Regions from separate parts of the Rattus norvegicus genome. Here region 1 is linked to region 2. The links are chromatin contacts, called in public Hi-C maps. All regions are on one chromosome and are shown on one strand. Each heading gives the region's core, a stretch centred on a gene start, on an enhancer-like site or on the middle of the called end of the contact. The rest is flanking DNA. Distances are from core to core; before and after follow the strand shown.

Region 1 (3,894 bases), core at 510-3,009, 190 kb before region 2:
AAATTTTTCAATTATGCTTGTCTTATCTTGTGAAGATTTCTACTTTTTTATAAGTCTTATAACACATACATCATTAAATGATAGGTAGATTTTTAAAAAAAAATCAGTCATACATACCATACATAAAAGCCATACACATACGAAGCCTTTAGGGTTAAAGATTACTACCCTATACAGTGCGTTCTCTTCAGATGCTTAGCATCATGGTAGACAGATGAACATCCACAGAACATTCAAGAGAAATCCTTATACCGATGAACCAAAAGGAAACAAAAAGGTTTGATAAGACTCTTAAAAAATGGATTAAAAAAATCCATTATGGTTTCTGCTAGACCTGTCACCAGTAGATTCTGTTTCTCTTTATATAACTTATCACCAAATAAGCATCTTCTAAATGAATCAGCACATACAAAAGTGAACTGAGCATCTATGCAGACCCCCAAGCAGGCCTCCTGATTAATGTCACTTGTGATAAACATCCCCATGAGGATTTTTAATATATATATATCAAAGTCCCTCTTTTGCTTTCATGTCACTCATATGCAAATACATATATGTTTTATATAACTCTAAATTCTATATTAGAAACGTCCTATTGCTTTTCCTCATAATTCTCATATTCCTGTCCCCTTCTTGTTAGACCCTCCCTCCCCGCAGTACTTGTTACTTTTATATCAAATTCACCATCGAGGGCGCAAGCCTGTACACACATACACCTTTTTAGATTCTCACTTATCTTGTTAAACTATACTTTCTTTCAGAAAGGGTCATTTTCTTGAATCCAAGCTGTAGTGCAAAGCCTTGTTTAAACACAATCTTCTTTTTAAAACAGATTGTTCAGCAAGAAAACTATACAACATAATGCAATTTAAAAAATTTTAAAAATTGACTTTAGTCTTCCTCTAAAAATAAAGCAGAATGTTCAGTGTAGCGAATATCATAAAAATCTCCGTGATTGTAATGAGTGAGGTCCAAAGAGGAAGGCTTCTGCCCCCTTTCTGTCCCACAGTTGGAAATCTAACAGGCTTTTAAAGAAAACTGTTAATCATTCGCATTGGGGGTACCAAAATCAGCTAATTTTTTGACGCAGCATAAAGTGGAGAATGGATTTTGTTTTGTTTTTGTTTGTTTGTTTGTTTTTAGAACCACAGGCTTGTCGTTAAGAGAGACTTTGGATATCCCCAGAAAAGGTAAGGACCAGATATTTCTACCACCACACCTCCAACCTGGAAAAGAAAAAGGCAAAAATATCGCTGGTATAGTAGAGAATAAAAGAGATCCAGGCTAGATATCGCCACATCATTTTTGTGAGATGCACAACCTCTCACAAACTAAACATTTCTCAATCATAATGAAAAGAAAACGGCAAGAGAAGACTTTTCTCCAAGCATGGGTGGGGAAAGGTAGCGGTATCACAAATGTACTTTAACACCAGAACCCAATGTTACACATACGTTATTTCGTAATGTCCGACATATACAACAACCTAAGGGGTGGGCACTGTCGGTAAAGTTACAAATTCTGACACAATGCCGAGCTCCTTTGCTGTATGAAATGAAGAGGAATTGAGTCTGAACTCAAAACCACCGTAATTCCACATCGAGGCCTCCAGGGAAATTCTGCAATGCTCTTTAGCAACTGCACTGTTTGGCAGACACAAGCAACCCGCTTACCAACGGTACAGCGTCTCTCCAACCCCAGCCTGAACTCAACTTTGTATTCGCGTCCGGTACCAAAGCTCGCGGTAGACACCTTTTACTTCCGCCTTTTACTTCTGCCCCTACACGCCAAGGAAGGAATAGGAGGGCGGAAGTAATGACTGACTTCCGGCCCCCGTCCCGGCGCAGAGGTGACGTCATTGACTGCGCGGTGTGCCTAAATCCTCGCTAGTCTTCAGGAGCCCAGCAGGGGGCGGCTAGAGACTGCTATGGACGTCGTAACTCCTCTGTGGGGCTGGTTCGGGACCACTGGGCATAGCCAAGGTTTTCCTCTGAGTGGGGCTGATACTCTGCCTGTACCAAAGGAAGAGGTTCGATTTTGGTCTCACTCTTTCTCTTTCTCTTAGTTTGCTTTATAGACCACCACCACGCATTTTTCTGGTTGGTTTAGTGTTTATAAGAATAAAGATTAAAGAATGAAGGATATTATTTAAATTATTAATAATCTACCCGGGAAGGGAAACTACTAACCATAGTTTCTACAGCTTTGGGGACGGGGTACGACTTGAAAAATATCCCTTGCCTGTGTTTATTCGTGTCTATTTATTGAGCATTCCGTGCATTCCAGGCCTGTTTCACATTAAGGAATACGGGGGAAAGCAAGACAACCTCTGCCTTCTGGACCATAACTCTCGCGGTCTCACTTCTGCCTGCATATTCTCATTTTAGCATGCCCCACGGATTTTCATTTATGAACACCAGGAGATGGCTTAAGTCCCCATGAAACTGATGTCAATGCGGAACAGGTATAGCTGAGCTATTGGAGAATTTGAGGGACAGGAAGACCAGAGGTAGGGAGTAAAAGACGAGGAGCAAAGAAGAGGAAAAAAGAACGGGGAGCAGTACGGTAGACATTTCCCAAGATGCTGTTCTGGGTTCTTCCTTTAGTTTTTTTTTTTTTTTTAATGACTATTAAGCCAACTTTGTATTAAAGTTGTGCTGCTATGCAAGTATTTCTCTTTTACCATTTCTATATTGAAAGGATGGTGATATGTGATGATGCACATGGCTTTAAATGACCTTACTTGGAAGGAGGAGTCTACATCAAGACAAATCCCTCCCTAAAATTAGACTTAAAACACTTGGGAATTAGCCTAAATGTGTAGTTCAAATTCCACATCCATGCTATCTTCAGAATTGTCCCAGTCATCTTATAGCCAAAGATTAATAATAATGAAATAATTAGTAATACTGACTATTGTGCCATATATGCCTGCCTTACTAGCTTTTCATTGGAAGTTCACAGACTTTGCCACTCATATTAGAGTCTCAACAAACCCAATTACAGTCAGAAAGGAATTAGCCCTCCATTTCTCTAAGAGAACCCACAGGTAAAATACCACCATCCATAGACCCCAGGAGTCAATAAACAAATGTCCTTTCTACTTCCTCCTCAATTACATAAATCTTACATCTTCCCGTAGTTACACTCAGGGTCTGTGGAAGGATTTTAATCCAGCAACATGGCTACTCTAGCTAGAATACAGGCATGCCTTTAACACGTATCTTAAATTCCTCTGGCTGGAATACAAATATGCCATTATTATGCACCATTACTCCCAAACAATGAAGGTAAAGTTAGTTCATAGAAGGAAGCAGCCATGTTTGAAAGTGGTGTCTAATTAAGTGGCAGACAATGTGATGAATCAAAGATTTGACAGAATAAGGATATGCCCAACTCTCAGGAGAGCGGGGAGCAGAGTTACTGGTAGAGTTTTATAGAGACAGATCAAAGAGAGAATAAGCTAGACATAGTTAAAGCCAAAAATGAGACAGAGAATGAGGAACCAGAAGATTAGAACCAACGGTTAGAATTAGTACTAGGCCAGGGAGCGCCATTCAGTCAGAAGTGAGAAAAGGTCGGCTGGAAGGGGACTTGGAGCCAGAACAGCTGAGTTGAGTCAGCCAGCCAGAGTTCAGGAAGAACTAGAGTGAGCTTATTCAGCAATAAGTCTCAGAGGCTGAATGCATCCTAGGCCTAGATTAGGCTCTTCTGAGGCTTTCCAGGACAAGGCCTTTAGCAGATGGAGGCCTCCAGAAGACAGTTACATCAGGTGAATAAAGATACTTTCCCAAAGGTCATTGTCTTACTGAGGGTTGCTATTGTGATGAAACACCATGACCAAAGCAACTTGAGGAGGAAAGGGTTTACTCTGCGTATTCTTCCATATCACTG
Region 2 (3,774 bases), core at 1,180-3,679:
ATATACCGTGTACATTACAAAATTCTCCAGGAACATTTTAAACGATATTAATACAAAAAATGGAGTTCAGTTAAATAGTATTAAGAAGCAAAAAATTTCTTCCAAAGCCAGCCCTTGGAAGAAATGGCTGACCTGATGCCAGAGAGCTGTTTTTACAGGGAAGAAGCAAAGGCTTGAGCACCCACACCATCCGAGTGGGGACTGAAATCCCACCAGATGGGCAGAACCAGAGACGCAAGACACAACATTCCAAAGATACATGATTAAGAAAAGTGGGTGTCAACTTTTGACTATAACGAGTGAGAATAACATGTAAGACTGTTTTTTAAAAAGTAATTTTCTAACTGCAGGTTTCCCAGGTCAGAGACATCCCAGGACAGACACTCTGGGAGGCTGAGTCAAAAAGGTCTTTTCATTTTGTTTTCAATACTGCCAGCAAGCAGGGAGGGTACAATCTTTATAAATGGCCTATTTAAAGAAAAGCACTCCTCTACACTAGATTCTCTGCCTCTGGTTATTTAGAAGACTTACCTTCTCATATGCATTTTCCAGGAACTCAATTGGACTTTTCCCAAATGCTATCGCGTGGCCAAGGAACGGAATTGGAGAGTAAATATATGGCGGACTTTTCTGCAAAAGAAAAACGAAAATGTTAGTTTTCGTTCTATTAAAAGGCAAGCTTCATTTGGTAGCCGCCTTGAGAGCTGTGCTTTTTAAAAAAGAATCACAGAGCACATTTAGAGAAGTTATAGCCCAAAAGAACAAACTCAGAATAGAAATGACTAGACATGAAGAAAAGTACTGCAATTTTCAACACTGGGAAACCACTGACAACATCCAACAGTGTTGGAGGCTTCAGGCAACTTTTCTAGCCATTAGAGGAGCAAACAAAAAGGAGAGTTGATGACTAGTTCTGTCGTTTCTGCAGTCTACTCCGGTTCCCTTCAATCCCAGAGTCTTGCCTATTATTTTCTGGAACAGAAAAACAGTAACTCACAAAAAAGAAAATGTTTCTTGAATTTACATGGGAAAGTCAGTATGTCATGCTCCTCTGATTCTAGATCCACCAGTATTAATGGGAATGAACCCCACCCCACCCCGCTTCAGTAGGAATTCTGTAGCAGTCTTAAAGGGGCTTTGGAAGCCACAAAATGAGACCTGCACGTTGCAAGACTGTGAAAATAAACCTTCAACGATGAAAATGGATTAGGCTCTTCTAATCTTTAGTAATCTTGAAACACACAAACCACACGGCACTTATCTTCCTAGTTTCAAACACTACCTCCTCAAAGATACAAGGAAGTTGGGTATGAAATGCACACCCAAGGGGTGAAGGCTGGAAGAAGAGCCAAGGTGAGCCTTGGCAACATAAGCTTTTAAAATATTGTCTCTAATAAAAGTAAGAAACAGTAACTGCCTAGCGATGGCTTGGGTTCAAAGATTACTTTTAAAGCAACTTGGTTGGGACCTAAAGTTGGAGACAGTGCAGTTAAGTTTTTACATGCCACTGTCAGTTTCCAAGGGATGTTTTTCAAAGCTACTGAGCGTTGATTACAAGGGTATTCATCAAATATATTTGGGAGGCTTGAAACAACTGGTTTGGTGTAGCGTTAAACTAGAGAAACTGGTATGTTAACAGTCCAGAAAGCGCTTACCACACTCTTAAGTCACTTACCTGTCTGCAATCTCCCTGACATTGATATTAATCATCATTATGCCCAATAGCCCACGGTACACTAAACACACAAAGTAGTATCGAGAGTGATGGCCACCGGGGATGCAGCTGTCCCTTAACTTGCCACCAAGGTACTCACAAGGAGCCCAAACACCTTTGACAACCTACAGCAAAAATCAGTACAGTGCTCTGCACTTAGAGCTATGAGCAAGGCAATCTAAGTAGGCAAATCCACCCACCGCCAGTCTGCACTTCCATCACTGAAAAGCACAAACGCTGCAAAGCACGATCCTAACCAGAAGTTCAAAGCCGCTGCCACAGCAGAAACTGCAACGGCCAGCACAGCCTCCGAGTTCGGGTTCCAGCGACCGGACCAGAAAGACCATCGCGACAGCCGAGATCAGGACTGGCATCTGCAGCCGCCACCCCAGCTTACCGCGCGCCCGCCAGGGCGAGCGCTCCCGAGCCCGCCCGCTTAGCCGGGGCACAGACCGAGGGCCCCTGGGGTGCACTTACCGCTCCAGCGGGCAGCTGGACCATGTGGCCCACTGCGAGGCGGAACAGGTAGACAAGGCTAAGCGTGAAGGCGCAGGCGATGAGCAGCGTGGAAAGCAGGTTGCCTCCTGTCACCTGCTCCATCGCCTGCCCGAGCACCGAGCCGCCTGACTGCAGCAAGCCCAGCAGTACCATCCCGACCGCTGCTTCGATCCGCCCGGTAAGCTGGAGGCCGAGGTCCCTGCCGCTTCTCGGGAAAGATGGAGCTGGAGAAGCTAGTAGGTGGGCGTCGGGAGGCGGCCCCGGCCTCCGGGTGTCGACTGACCCGGGCCCTTCCCACACCCACAGCCGGCCCGCGCGCCACCAGGACGTCACAGACGGGGCGGGGCTTTCTGCGTCACGCCTCCAGCTAGGTACTTGAGGGGGGTGCGGGGGGGGGTCCTTGAGCAACAAAGGGACCTGAGGAAGCGGCCTCTACCGTGGCCCTGGGACACGGCGAAGAAAGTGAGGGCTCCAAGAATGACCACGCCTTGAGAACCGCAGACTAGGAAGGACCGCGTGCCGGACGAGCACGGCCCCGGGGGGCGGGCACAGACGAGCCTGGCGGAGCCTGGCGGAGGGATCTCTGGACCAGCGTGGTGGCCGACAGCGGCAGAGGCGAAGGCGCTCTGTGATTGCACCGCGCGCTGCTGAGGTGATCTCGGCCTATGTGGCGTCAGCAGAGCTGGCGGTCCGGGCACCGCCCCCTCTGTGGGGCGCCGGCCTCTGCAGCTATTCAGCGGGGGTGTCGCCTCCCAGCAATCCGTGAGACCTTCCCTCCATGAGCCTTGCGAGGAGAATCCTGGAGAAAATACAATCCGGCCGATGCAAACTGGAGGGTGAGACCGTTGGTTCAGCGGTATTGCCCAGTTACAATCTGTTTGACATGTTGTTCGTGTAGGGCCATATTGTTACCAAGTGATAGTTGTTTAGTGTGCTGTTGTACCAAAACAAGTCTTCCAAAATATATACAGGCCATAAAACTGAGGCAGAGGTCTCCAAACCCCTGTTCTGATAGCCAGTTTGCTGGATCTGAAGCAGGGGTTACCCTGATCTCATGTGACTTCAAATAAAGCATTTCTGGTGATATGCTTCCAAATTAACCCTCCTTCCAGATCTTTAACCTGAGGTCCTGACGAGCTACATTTATTTATTCAACCAGTGATAAGAGCTAGGTTTTTGACTAAGCTTGGAGATGATAGTGCAGTGACTGGTAAAACTGCAAGGACCTCCAGGAACTGTAAGACCGTCCAGCTGCCTTCTAGATAATTCTACCTAGAGAACTCACATTTTATCGTAGCCAGTCAGTAAAGCCCACTACTAAACTCATTGCCTTTTCCCGAGGATGGCTCTGCCACCCACCTGTTGAGGAAGTGCCTAGTAGGAAGTCTATGTAGTGCCTATGTTGGACGGACACCACTCTATAACAGTATTCTGCCTCTTATCAGTCACTAAATCTTGTAACTGAAAAGAAAATTATACGAATTCTAGGTTTAGAAATATAAAAATTAAAAGAATAAACCCCAAAAGGCCACAGACCTAGGGCTAAGCCCTGCAGCCAGGAC

What was found. Hi-C and Micro-C count contacts between places; a contact is called where the count stands out from the background.
Region 1: a contact with region 2 is called in a Hi-C map of Schwann cells, with 2.7 times the contacts expected there. The contact joins the promoter of Mterf1 here to the promoter of Cyp51 in region 2. A contact is called at or near these places in 2 of 12 Hi-C or Micro-C datasets (Schwann cells and kidney).

What each region holds. Positions count from the first base shown.
Region 1 is chr4:31,178,997-31,182,890 of GRCr8, reverse strand. Mterf1 (mitochondrial transcription termination factor 1) reads right to left here and starts at 1,759. Exons shown (of 3, transcript NM_053499.1): 1 at 1,674-1,759; 2 at 118-245.
Region 2 is chr4:30,990,348-30,994,121 of GRCr8, reverse strand. Cyp51 (cytochrome P450, family 51) reads right to left here and starts at 2,429. Exons shown (of 10, transcript NM_012941.3): 1 at 2,192-2,429; 2 at 532-630. The coding sequence starts at 2,365. LOC134486558 (a long non-coding RNA gene) reads left to right here and starts at 2,923. Exons shown (of 4, transcript XR_010065758.1): 1 at 2,923-3,048.